Linked DNA regions of Sus scrofa: region 1 is linked to region 2. Evidence: chromatin contacts called from public Hi-C data. All regions are on one chromosome and are shown on one strand. Each heading gives the region's core, a stretch centred on a gene start, on an enhancer-like site or on the middle of the called end of the contact. The rest is flanking DNA. Distances are from core to core; before and after follow the strand shown.

The links. A called contact is a pair of places that touch in the nucleus more often than the background predicts.
Region 1: a contact with region 2 is called in a Hi-C map of skeletal muscle, with 9 times the contacts expected there. The contact joins the promoter of USF1 here to the promoter of TOMM40L in region 2. A contact is called at or near these places in 1 of 47 Hi-C or Micro-C datasets (skeletal muscle) and 1 of 2 datasets of contacts at active chromatin or transcription factors (alveolar macrophages).

What each region holds. Positions count from the first base shown.
Region 1 is chr4:89,392,276-89,399,331 of Sscrofa11.1, forward strand. USF1 (upstream transcription factor 1) reads left to right here and starts at 2,920. Exons shown (of 11, transcript NM_001190245.1): 1 at 2,920-3,010; 2 at 5,029-5,121; 3 at 5,485-5,534; 4 at 5,692-5,807; 5 at 6,109-6,210; 6 at 6,452-6,647; 7 at 6,897-6,984. The coding sequence starts at 5,114. ARHGAP30 (rho GTPase-activating protein 30) reads left to right here. Exons shown (of 11, transcript XM_021089545.1): 11 at 1-1,915. The coding sequence ends at 1,154.
Region 2 is chr4:89,232,719-89,238,955 of Sscrofa11.1, forward strand. It overlaps TOMM40L (mitochondrial import receptor subunit TOM40B), which reads right to left and starts at 2,786. Exons shown (of 10, transcript XM_003125660.4): 1 at 2,546-2,786; 2 at 2,073-2,325; 3 at 1,714-1,781; 4 at 1,327-1,419; 5 at 959-1,060; 6 at 705-810; 7 at 402-524; 8 at 221-297; 9 at 1-38. The coding sequence starts at 2,187. It overlaps APOA2 (apolipoprotein A2), which reads left to right and starts at 4,796. Exons shown (of 4, transcript NM_001186294.1): 1 at 4,796-4,825; 2 at 4,993-5,068; 3 at 5,359-5,491; 4 at 6,174-6,237. The coding sequence starts at 5,017.

The DNA.
Region 1 (7,056 bases), core at 1,670-4,169, 160 kb after region 2:
ACACAGAGGCCAAGGAAGAAGAGTCCAAAGGTCAGGAGGAGGATGAGAGTAAGGAGGAAGTTAAAGGTGTGGAGGAAACAGGAGTAGAGCAGGGTAAGGACAAGGAGAAGGAAAGAAATACTGAGAGAGAGGACGAAGCTGAGGAAGGAGATGAAGCTCAAGTAGAAGCCAGAAGGGAGCCAGAGCATGGCGCCCAGGAAAAGCAAATTGCTGGGGAGAGCTGGGAGGTTGTACACAAAGAAGAGGCTGAAAGAGAAGATGAGGTCAAAGGACAGAGGGGGAATGAGGACCAAGAGACAAGAGAAGATCAAGGAGATGGTGAAGACAGCAGAATCCCAGAAGCAGCAGCTGAAGGAAGAGCAGGGGAGGTCAGTCAGGAACAGGAGACTGGAGATGGAGAAGCTGAGGGAGACCAGAGGGCTGCAAGTGACCATTTAGAAGAGGGCTCCCTCCCTGACGGGTCAGATATAGAGTCTTTGGAGGTTGACAGTGCCAGAGAGGGCAGTGCCCAGTCCACTGAGACAGACCAGGCAGCCCCACAGCCACCCCAGTCAGAGGAGATGGAGCCTGAGGGGCAGCCGAGTCCCCTTGGCGCGGCTGGTGGTGTGGGCATGCGCCTGGCTTCCACCCTGGTTCAGGTCCAACAGGTCCGCTCTGTGCCTGTGGTGCCTCCCAAACCACAGTTTGCCAGAATGCCCACTGCAATGTGTGGCAAGATCCACGTGGCACCAGCAAACCCATGCCCGAGGCCTGGCCGGCTTGATGGGACTCCTGGGGAAAGGGCCTGGGGTACCAGAGCTTCCCGCTCCTCTTGGAGGAATGGGGGCAGTCTTTCCTTTGATGCTGCTGTTGCCCTGGCCCGGGACCGCCAGAGGACTGAAGTTCAGAGCGTTCGGCGGACCCAGACCTGTACTGGGGCTGGGGACTACAGCCTCATCCCTAAAACCTCCCCCTATAGCACGATCCCTGCCCATTCTTCTAGGCCCCTTAGCTGCCTGGAGCTCCCAGCTGAAGGCACAGAAGGGTCTGGATCCCGGAGTCGGCTTAGTCTGCCCCCTAAAGAACCTCAGCTCCCTGACCCCCTTGCGCCTCCCCAGCGCCGATCATATGCATTTGAAACACAGGCTAACTCTGGGAAAGGGAAGGGACTGTGATTAGGACCAGACCACAGGGCAAAGAGGACAGTAGTTGTCTTGAAACTCCGTGGTTTCTGAAGCTGTCTCTTCTGCAGCCTGAGTAGCTGTAGTGCCCAACCCTATAGGTTTTGGCCCTCCAGTTTCTCTTTGACTGTGAGAGGCACTATCTCTGTTTACTTGAGCTTGTCTCAGACACAAAGCACTTATCCCTTAGGAGATTCCAGAAAGAGTCACCAAGATCCTGTTCCCAGAGAGTGGGGTCATTGGCCAAAGGGAACAAAGAGTAGGTAGAAAAACTTACAGGTTTCTCAAAGTGAAGAATGACGGGGGAACTCCAGCCAAGTTCCTGCCATCCTCTGAGGCAATGAACTTCTCTTCATGGAAGTCCAGGGTAAAGGCAGAGGTCAGGGCCATATCGGAGCTTATTATACACAAACACTTCTAGAGTTACCCATCCTTGTTCTACTTTGGGGCTGTTAAACGCCTCCTGCTCCTCAGCTTAGGAGGAACATGTCCAAGAAACTTTTTGAACCCTGTAGTATTTGTTGGAGGGACAGGCTCCCTTCCTAGCTCCCCTACTTTCTGCCTCCCTGCATCTCAAGACAGAGAGGTCTTGTACAGATCTCTCTGCCCTCTTCTTTTCCCTTCGGAATAACTTCCTATTTCAGGGAAGGGGAATGATGTCACTTACACCCTGGGACTACTTGTCTGGATAGGCTGGGGGCCACGAATCCCAAGGGGCAATGTCTCATAATAAAAGTTGTATTTTTACACGTAAATAGTGTGGAGTTTCATTACTCTTATTAAAGTCTTGAGTGACAGGTATCATATTTTCAAATATTTGACCATTCGTTGTCTTTTCTGCTTTTATTGTTTGGGTGCTCTTCCTCAGTTGTTGCCATAGAGACCTGCGGCTGGAAACTAGAGCTGGGTTCATGGTGGTCAGGAAATGCGGAAGAGAAACTTATATTTGCATAATGCTCATTATGTGCCAGTAAAGGCTAGGTATTCTATGTGCACATAGTCTATGCTCCTGATTTTTCTGAATCCACTTAATAATTCTAAAAGGTTGGTACAGGTAAATCCATTTCACAGATGAGGAAACTAAATTAAGTCAAAAGGTTTGCCAAAGGTTTCAGAGCCAAGAAGTGGCAGAGTTAGGTCTGAGACCCGAGTTTGTCTGGCTCCAGGCTCTGAACTCGTCTCATTACCGCCCCCGCAACTTGAGGGTAGGTCTTGACTGAAAAAGAATGGGAATCAAGATGCCTCTCCCAGAAACTGTGAGCCTCTCAAAAACTGGAAGCCCTGGAGGGTCTTTAGGTGCCTTCTAACCCTAATACAAATAAGTATATCCAGATCTATTTATACCAGCTATGTCCTAATGTCTAATAAGCAACCACAAACAGGTATACTGATCCAAGATGGCCTCCCAAAGAGCCCTTGTTAAAGATGGCGCCTCCATCCGATGTCCCTCGCTTGATCCAAGCTGGCCTCTCTCACGCCCTTCTCCTGGAGCTAAAAAGGCCCTGTCCAGCAGAAAAATAGTAGCACCAAGTTAGTCGTCTTTCTTCCGTCCTTGCTAGAGCGACTAGGACTTCAGTGTCATTCTCCAAGGATCCCCGGTCGTGGCTTCTTCCCCACCCCAGCAACACCTCCAACACGCTCGCATCCTTCAGCCCCCGGCAAGATGGAGCGAACGGAAGTGGGGCAGCACAGAGGCTGTGTAGGCTGGGCGGACGGGAGGAGACACTTCCGCCCCTCACCAACATGGCTGTGAGCCGGTAGTGCGCATGATCAGCTGTCCAAGGAGCTACCCGAGTCGAGAGAGGGAGAACTCGGTCCAGGGAAATAGGAGCCTGCGGCGGCCTTGGCTGGTGAGTGCAGGACCCGACGAGAGTCTGGAGACTGGGTGGGCAGGCGGGGGAGAGCAGCTTCGATTTTATTTCCGTTTTTTAGGTCCAGAAACTCCTGGGGCGGAAGCTTTTGTTTGGAGGGAGGGGGCCGTGCCTGATCTTTATCTCCTACCCCCTTTTGTGGGCCGAACTCACTCCCCGCCCCCGGGCGCGCTCTCCTTCGATGGCAGCCGCGGGCCGCGGGGCCAAGACCACGGGATCCGCTGAACCCCCGGCCTCAATTCCTGCCTCTGCGGAGCAGCGGGGTCTCGGGATGTGACGGGCCGGGCTGGACGGGTCACGGCGCGGGCTCCTGGGCTCGCGCCCGACCGGCGCTCAGCTCTTAAGCGCCTACTGCTTGATGGGCCTGCAGGGAGACGCCGCATTCTCAGGCAAGGTCTAGGCGCCAGCCTTCTTTGGGGACTTGATTATTTTCCCTTTGTGTCCAGACTTAGCCAGGGCTCTCCCCCCCCCCCCTTTGCCTGAGCGTGCACGCTACGACATCCTATCCCACTTTCCTGTCGCATACCCCTAACGCTCAGGAAATGCTTCTGGATGCCCTACTAAGATTTGAATAAGTATCTTGACCCCGTTGCTGGGCGTCCTCAGAGGCTGCCCCGGCTGACAGCTGTGGGCCATAGAGACGCCTCCTCTGCCCTGCCCTCTTGTTTCATTGCTTCCTTCTGCTGTCAGCGCAGCAAGCTTCAGAGGGGCACTTCCTCCGTACGTTCGAGGATGGAGAGGTAGGTGGTCCCGAAATACTGGTGCTACTTCCCCCTTAGGGACCGGATCTTAATTGCAGCGCTACTTGCTCCGGACAGTTTCATTTTCAGTTCCTTTTTTTTTCTTTTTTGTGAACACTTTGGATATGGGCTTTCCATGACTTAACCGCTGAAGATAAAGGTTTGGGAGACCCTTACAGGTAGAGAACTTAAAAAAATCTTACCCCTTTCCTGTCGGGATTACTTATTGCTTTGTACTATATTGCTATTTCTTTCTAGAGGCATCTGTCTTCTCAGCCCTTTGTTTTTCCTGCCGCCGCCACCCTCACTTACCCCCACTGGGTGTCAGGGTCTTTTTTTTTTTTTTTTTTTTTTTTCTTTTGGCCTAGCAGGGGGTGGGGGCGGGCATGTGGAAGTTCCCAGGACGGGAGTTGAACCCGCACCGCAGCAGCAGCCCAGGCCACTGCAGTGACAACTGCTGCTGGATCCTTACCGCTGTGCCGCAAGAGAACTTCAGTGTCAGGGTTGTAAGGCAGGCACCTCTTAGATGGATTCTTCCTCCATTATCTCTTCTTCCAAACCCTGAACCTGGAGTTTCCCTCTTCTTGCTGAGGCTTGGTTGATTTGGAGTTGTCATGGCAACATTTTAGCAACTGTGTTGTTCTACAGGAAGGCTTAGTGAATAAAATAGAAGGGGCTTGAAGAGGATACACTTGGGCTTTAGGGTCTTTAATGAATGAGGTAAATCTGGACTCCCAAAACAAGAGCCCTGTCAGTAGAATGATGCCCAAGGGCCAAATCTGGTCTTTTATGGTTCTGGAGGTTCTCCAGTGGGTTCAGGTTTCCCTTTCTTAGATTTGAGGACAGGAATTTCTTGATGTACAATATATGCTTGAGAAGTGGGAAGAAGCATCAACATCCAAGACCTTGTGTTTTTTGATAGCTGTGGTCTAAACATGGTCCTTCTAATCTCCATGTCATGGCAGATCATGATAGCTTTAATAATAATCCATCCAGAAATACGTTATTTCTTAGTCTTTCAGTATAATTATCTCTTCTCCATCAGGAGTTGGAGTGATAATTGGAGGGGCGAGAAACACTATTCATATAATTGCTCTTTCAGTCACTGTAGACAGTCTTCAGCATCAGAATGGAGAAAGCTGATTGTCCCCTGCAGATGATTGGTTTATGTTCCTGGATGTGTCTTCATGGAGCCTAGTTCTAGAAAGAGGAGACTTCCAGTTTCTTAGACTCACTAGACTTCCTGATTTCTACCAGGACTTAGCACTCAGGCCTGTGAGGCAGGAGATACGAAGACTTCCAAAGAAGGACCAGTTCCTCGGATGTGCCCCCTCACAGAGAGATGAAGGGGTGAGTGAAGAAGAGGTAGGGTCTGGTTTGGGAGGCCTGGGAGAATGCAAAATGGCTAAGAGCACTGATTCTGGAGTCAGGCAGACCTAGATTTAGGTCCCAGCTCCATCACCTAGCTATGTGATCTGGTTTCCTGTTTATAAAATGCAGGCAGTGCTACCTACCACACAGTGCTGTTCTTAGTACTAAGTAAGATATTGCCTGTTAAGTGCTTAGCTCAGCACTAAATAAATACTAGCTCTTGTTATTCTGACCTAACCGAGCATCTGCTGGGAGTGCCAGTGAGTTTGGGAGCCATATGTTATTGGGCCAGTGAGCTTTTCATTCACTTTTTCCCATATTTTTTTGTCCCCTCACAAACAGGCAGCAGAAAACAGCTGAAACGGAAGAGGGGACAGTGCAGATTCAGGAAGGTAAGTGGGAGAAACAGAACTGAGCTAAGACCAAGAGCCCACTGGGGCCTCTCCCCCACCCCATGGGCCCATCACTTGTGTAACCTTCTTCTAAATGACACGTAGGTGGAACAGAGAGGAAAAGGCAGTAACTCACAGACTTTTCCTTTTAATTCAGGTGCGGTGGCAACTGGGGAGGACCCAACCAGTGTGGCAATTGCCAGCATCCAGTCAGCTGCCACTTTCCCTGACCCCAACGTCAAGTACGTCTTCCGAACTGAAAATGGGGGCCAGGTAAGGGAGGGGGCCAGGTGGCTGCAGGTGTTATCTGGGATTGGGAATGGGGGAGGTAACTGAACCTGTCACATGGGGAGACCTGGATTGGAGGATGAGGTGAAGATGTGGACTGTCTGGAAGGTGGGGGGTGGAGTAGAGATTGGTGTGGGGTAGGGGTTATGCTGAAACCTCTATATGGGGAAAGGCAAGGGAATGGCTAACTGTATGTTTCTGAAGGATTCTTGTTTGGGGACCCTGTCCCTGGCACTTACTCTCTTGTTCTCCCTTCCCCTTCTTCCCTTTTCCTCCTTGCCTCTAGGTGATGTACAGGGTGATCCAGGTGTCTGAGGGGCAGCTGGATGGCCAGACTGAGGGGACTGGCGCCATCAGTGGCTACCCTGCCACTCAATCCATGACCCAGGTACAGGCGTATGGACTGGGGAGGGGACTGGAGCTCTGAGTATGGAGACGAAGAAGGGAACCAATAGGATGGGGGTGTGGCACGGGATGGTGAGGCAGCTATAGCTGCCTTGACCCAAAGCTCTAGGCTCTCCCTTTCTGGATGTTTCTACTTCCCTCCTCCCTAGGGATAGAAGTAGTAGAGTAATGCACTGAAAGTATCTGACTGTCACTTCTCTCTTTTCTTCTGCTCCCTTTCCCAGGCCGTGATCCAGGGTGCGTTCACGAGTGATGATGCAGTTGACACAGAGGGGACAGCTGCTGAGACGCACTATACTTACTTCCCCAGCACTGCAGTGGGAGATGGGGCAGGGGGTACCACATCGGGGAGTACAGCAGCTGTTGTTACTACCCAGGGCTCAGAGGCACTACTGGGGCAGGCGACCCCTCCTGGCACTGGTGAGATATTGTGTGAGGATGCTGGCTGGAGGGTCTAGGATAGACTGTGGGACACAACCGGTGGGCAGTGGGCCTTTATTCATGATCCCTTAATGATCACTAAGACCTGGGTAGGCAGTGAGTCCGGGGCTGCCCTTCCAGCAGGAGGAAGGATGTTCTTTTTAGAGGAGGGTCCCAGGGCTTTGGCCTTAGAGCTTGGTGAGGTTCCTAGTCCCATGTCCTGACAGCACCTCCCCTACATCTTCACAGGTCAGTTCTTTGTGATGATGTCACCACAAGAAGTGTTACAAGGTGGCAGCCAGCGCTCTATTGCTCCCAGGACCCACCCTTATTCCCCGTGAGTGACCCTTGTTTCATCTCAGTTACTGGGAATGGTCTTGATTCTTTCCAGATTTGATGTCCTCCCTTA
Region 2 (6,237 bases), core at 1,536-4,035:
AGCCTTGTGTTTGCCTCAAACTCTACTCCAACTTGAACCTGAGAACCACAGGCAAGGAGGGGAGAGGAATCTGTCTGAGTGAAGACTAGAGGAGTCCTGACAGGGCATCAGCAAGAATGAAGGCACTCATGAAATGCTTGTGCAGTGTGGGCAGGAGGAACAGAAGGTCAGCAGGTCCGGAGGGACTTGCTGGGGTGGGAGATGGGATCAGTAGACTCACCTGTTCATTTGCCCTGTGGTAATAACTTGCATGGGCCCCACCTGATCCCACATTCAATGTAGCTACCCAGTGTCCAGCTGTAAAAACCAAAGTACAAGAGAAAAGGAGCATTACTGTAGTAGAACACAGGCCAGGAACCCCAGCCGAGTCCTCCCCATCACTATTCCTCCTCACCCCATACCCGAGTACTTCCCAGCCAGTGTCAAGATGGCCCCTTCTTCTCCTGGCCTCCGATGATAAACTAGCTCTCCTCCCAGCACCAGCCGATGAGTGAGGCTCTGCAGGAAGTGAGCGACCATGATCACTGTGGGGAGACATGGAGTCAGTCATAGAGGAAAGCCTGCTCCCTCACCTCCAGCAGCCCCCACCCCAGCCTGCCCAAGAAGTTTCTTTACTAATCCCTGAACCAACAACGAAGAGGCACAGCCAACATTATTAGCAAATGGGCAGCCAAGACAAAAAGAACCCTGTGCCAATTCCTCACCCGATTCCCCAATCAGGTCAGGATTTCCTAAGGTCAGAGTGGCTGTGTAGTCATCTCCCCGATACTCGCCATCAAACTGCCATGTCAGGAACTTGGCCTGCTGAGTCTGGGTAGGGAGAGCAAGAAGTAAAATTGCCCTCCCTCTCTATAATCACTCGTGCTGCTTCTCCTCCCCCTGGAGCCCCCAGAGCAGGACACTCCTGGAGGAGAAGGAGGAAATGCTTCAGTGGATGGAAGCAGGAACCATGGGTCACCTGGAAGACAGCCTTGGCTCGGAGCCGCTCTGCCAAGAGAAGCAGGACCTGGGCGTTGAGGCTGCCACTGCTGTCCATATCTCCTACCACAGTGGGGAACACCTGTTGAAAAGTGTCCACAGTTAGGAATGAACTGGGTGGCACCAACTCCGACTAAAGCCAAATGTAGGATTTCTTTAACAGTGCCCAGCGCCCCCTAGTGGAGCCACAGAGACATCACAGAAATGTTTTCTACCCTCTCCCATTCAGCAGAAACACAGAGGAGGTGCCCTACCTATTCTTCCCCAGAACACACACATTTCCTCCTCCTCTACACCTGGGTCCCAACTGGGCTTTTCGGGGATAACCCAGGTGTGTGGAGCCCTCACCTCAGTGGGGCTAAGTTGCCAGTCCCCTGCATAGGCCGCATGGAGGTGATAGCCGGGCAAACCCAGAGCACTCATATGCACAGTGTGAGCCACCTGAAGAAAGAAAAGTCAGTGGAAGAGAGAACATTCCTGCTCCATTTCAATCCCCCATCCCACCCTTCATCTTCTCCCCATCCAGCGGGTCTTTTAAGAAACCCATACATTCCAACATATGCAGCGGGTCATCAGATTAAAAGCAACAAGTCCCACAGGCAAAGGAAGTAGAGCCCCCATATCCTCCCTCTTTTGTCCCATATAGCCTGCCTAAAACTGGGGTACAAAGGAAAGAAGAGGGTCCAGGGACAGGAAGGGAGGAGTAGTAAGGAGGGGCCAGAGAAGTGGGAGCACCTGGAAATGGCTGCTCAGAACCTTGTTGACAACGAGCTTCACTCCCTCCATCTGTGCTGGGAATACATCTGAAGGGAGTGGAGGGGAGGGGGGGAAGGGAAGGAATAAGCACAGACAAGGAACCTCCAACCCACGAAGTAGTCTCCCCTTTCAATCCCATAGACAGTGATTTGGAGGAATTGACCTCCTTTCAAGTGCTGCAACAGGAAATGCTCCCCTCCATTGGGGCACCTGATCCTCCCTGAGGCTGCATACCCCAGCTGTGACATCCTCTTTTCTGCTCCCATCACTGGACACCCAGCATTTCCCTCCCCTTCTCTGCCTCTTCAACCTGAGGCGTCCAAATGCCAAGTTCTCACCTTTGCATAGCCGGTGCAACTCATCGAAGCTCCCAGGGTTGGGGAGAGGTTCCTCTCGACGGGGGCTCCGGCGGGGCAAAGCGCCCATCGGTGCCAGGCCCAATGTGTTCCCCATTTCAGTCCAGAGGAGAGGGGAGGGGAGCCGGGGTTCGCCTGGGAAAGGACGCTATTGCTCCCGCTACCCACCACGGGCCCCACCCCCCATTATCTGGCTCCCTAATCCCAGAAACTTCCACATGGTCCGACGCTAGACCTGGAACAAGAAGAGTAGGTGGGAGAAGGCACTGGTGGGGAGTTTGAACCCCAAGCACACTCCCATCCCATTTTTAATTCCTCACCCCACCTGTCACCCCTGTACCCTCCCCCCCGCTCTAATTCTTGCCTCCACCACAGAGCTCACCCAGTTTCCTAGTCTTTCTACTCTTCATTCCCAGGCCCCAAGGCGAGGCTTGCGGTGGAGCAATAACCCTTACCGTCTCAGACCTTCATGCTGCCCCTTTCCCCCCGACACACCCCGGTCATCTTGATGGGGGCAGCCATCTTGAGTGATGGCATAACTGCGGCTTCACGCTGCATTCCCAGCGTGGTCATGGGCGCCATCTTGGAACCGGGCGAAAAAAAAAAAGATTTCCTAATCCTCCCTATATTGGGCTCCGCCCAATCTATTTAAAAAAAAAAAAAAAACTGCCTGGCTGCTGACCACAAGCCAATGGGAGAAGAGGAAACAAAGGAAAGACAGACCTCACATTCAGAAAGCTCCAACCCCGGCACTGCAGAGACAGGCGGAGCTTGATTGGTGGCTTCTTAGACTTACTCAAGTAGATGGCCTTAGATCGCCCTGCCTCTCCAAGGTCGGAAAGAATCTTTGAGCATGCAAGACACTAGAGGGAGCATCTTGGAGCTTGAGCCACTAAAGATCCCTGCACCATCTAACCTGAAGACACGTTTTGTGAAGTATGGCTGGGGGAACCACTGTGAAAACATTTTTGAACATTGCTTCATGTAACTCCTAGGTGCCCCCACTACATACACCCCCAGAACCCCTGGGGACTCTTCCTCAAAGTCCTTCATAGCGCACAGTACACCTTCAGATGACTTCGAGTCACAAATACAGCTCTCCCTAGGAAAATGGACCCACACTTCCCTCCCTGGAGGTCCACGCCTCTCAAAGTTCACCTCTCGGTAGAATGGAAATGGGTGTGAGAGTTTGGGGTAGAGGAGCATGGGATGCAGCCTTAGCTCTGTTCCCTGAAAGAACTGGCCCTTCCCTGAGTCCCTAGGCAGAGCTGGCAAATAAAATCTAGGCATGTGGACTCCTGCCCTCAAATGCACTCCACTCCAAAGCCAGGGACAAGTCAATGGAGTGCCCTTCAAGTACTAAGTGCTCAGAGTTCCCGTAGTGGCTCAGTGGTTAACGAATCCGACTAGGAACTGTGAGGTTGCCAGTTCAATCCCTGGCCTTGCTCAGTGGGTTAAGGATCTGGTGTTGCTGTGAGCTGTGGTGTAGGTTGCAGAAGCAGCAGGGATCCCACATTGCTGTGGATCCCACGTTGCTATGGCTTTGGCGTAGGCCGGTGGCTACAGCTCTGATTAGACCCCTAACCTGGGAGCTTCCATATGCCACGGGAGCGGCCCTAGAAAAGGCAAAAAGAAAAAAAAAGTTCTAAGTGCTCCACAGGAGAATAGTTGAAAATGGAATAAAATCTCTTGGGTTCCTGTTGCCTCCCTCACTATCTCTTACATTACCACTCCCATCTCTCAGGAATGTTCTACATACACGTCTGAGGGCAAAAGGATGAAAGATACAAATGCTTCTGATATCTGTTGAGCTGATTTCACCCAAAAGCCGTAGGCCTGGGGAATGCACCTCTGCCCTCCCTCACAATCAGTCCAGGGATTAGGGCCGGGGGCCTTGGTCAGGATACTATGGCCCCTGCTGACTCATACTGACTGACCACCGCCTAGAACTGATAAGGGGATCCAATGCCCAGAGACCTTCAACCTTTATCCTTGGTAGAAGCCTTTCATTCATTTTTCCTCCAGAACACGCCAATTCAGGGGCAGGGAAGAGGCTGCTTTCTGAATTTGTTTTATTGGGGGTGGGCTGTGCTCTCTGATCAGCTCTCAGGAAGGTCATTCTGGGCTCTGTTTTCTCCCCTTCTCATTCATTACACATTAACTCAAAAAGGGACAGAGTCAATCATACCTGCCCTCTGAACCTAACCCTTCTTCCCCTAACCTACATTCCCCTCACTCCTGCCCCTGATTTCATGTCCTTTCTTCTGTTCCCCAATAACCTCTCCGCCAAGTTGCAGTGAAGGGAGGTAGGCTTGGGAGATGATATCTACCCATGAAGGGACAAAGATGGCAAGGGCTATGGGCTTGATATGTCGGAGTTTTCTAGGAAAAAACAAAAACAAAAACAAAAACAGAAATCCTGCTTCCTAAAGCATTCAAATCCAAGGACTATTGGCCCCAGGCCCCAGAGGCATGAATCTTGAATAGACCTAAAGTGTATCCCTTTGACACCCACTTTGGCCTCCACTCCTGCCTCCCACCCCTTCATCCTGAGTCCCCCATGTTCTTATCCTCTCCTCCCCCATGTTTCCAATTTGTTTACTCCAATATAGTTCTTGCCTCACTGGGCCCCTCCAAAGTCCTTGTTACCTGAGAGGGGGGTGGGGAAGCAGACAGATATATAGCTCCTCCCCAGCCAGGCCAGGCACATTCGGCAAGGACAGCGACACTGACAGGTACCGTAAGGGAGCAAGAGGTGTGGGCAGCATCCAAAGAGGACCGGGATTTAATTGTGGAAAGGGAGGGAATCAGGTTGGTGTGGACATCTAGGCAAGGTGGTCCCTGGGGAGGGGCTGAAGTCAATTCAGCTTCATGATCCTCCCCTGTGCCCAACTGTTCGCAGGCCACTTTTCCCACCATTAACACCATGAAGCTGCTTGCCATAGCTGTGCTGCTCTTCACTATCTGTAGCCTTGAAGGTGAGTGTGCTATGGAGAGGGATCCCAAGGCGGAAAAAAACTGCTTGGGTCCTAGCTGTCCATCTGTCTGTGAGCCTATGCCCAGGTCTGACAACTGAAGCGCTTACAAGGAAAATCATGCCCTCGCTAAAGCCCATAAAGCCCATCCAAAGACCTGGAGCTGGATACCTGTTTGGGGAGGGGGCTGAGAGCTGGGGCTGAATACTGGCAGAGACGTGGGCCTCATAGTTGGGGACCCAGCTGACAAGACATGTGTGTTTGTGTGTGTGCGTATTTCTATGTACACGCAGGGGCTTTGGTTCGGAGACAGGCAGAGGAGCCGTGTCTGCAGAGCCTGGTCTCTCAGTACCTCCAGACCGTGACTGACTTTGGCAAGGACCTGATAGAGAAGGCCAAGGGCTCAGAACTTCAAACTCAGGCCAAGTAAGTCTCAGCAAAAGGGGTTCAAGGACCAGGGGCTGGGGAGAGAAAGAGGGGAAGCTCCAAGGTCCCACAGAAGATTGAGCTCAGGGATGGGGGTTAGGGAGGATGAGGTTTAAATTAGAAAGAAAATTCCAGAGTTCTCATTGTGGCACAGTGGAAACAAATCCAACTAGGAACCATCAGGTTGTAGGTTTGATCTCTAGCCTTGCTCAGTGCGTTAAGGATCCAGCGTTGCCTTGAGCTGTGGTATAGTTCACATTCTTGGCTCGGATCTGGTGTAGCCCGGTGGCTTCAACTCTGATTAGACCCCTAGCCTGGGAACCTCCATATGCCTCGGGTGCAGCCCTAAAAGGACAAAAGACAAAGAAAGAAAGGAAGGAAGGAAGGAAGGAAGGAAGGACGAACGAACGAACGAAAGAAAGAAAGAAAAGGAAAGAAAATTTCCTCATCTCCCCCTAAATCCAATGGACCTTTTGGACAGAGAGGGGCAGCATGAACTGGGCTTTGAATTTCTATCTCTAGAGTCTGTTCCTCTGCCTGGTAGAGGGCTTGCCTCTCCTCCTAAGAGCTTTGCCATGCCAGGAGAGACCAGGCACTAGAATTTGGTCACTTGGGTCTCACCCCACCACCAAGAAGGCCCCTGCCAGTCCCTCACACTAACTCTAATGTCTCACACATCCAGGACTTACTTTGAGAAGACACAGGAGCAGCTGACACCCTTGGTCAAGAAGGCTGGAACTGATATC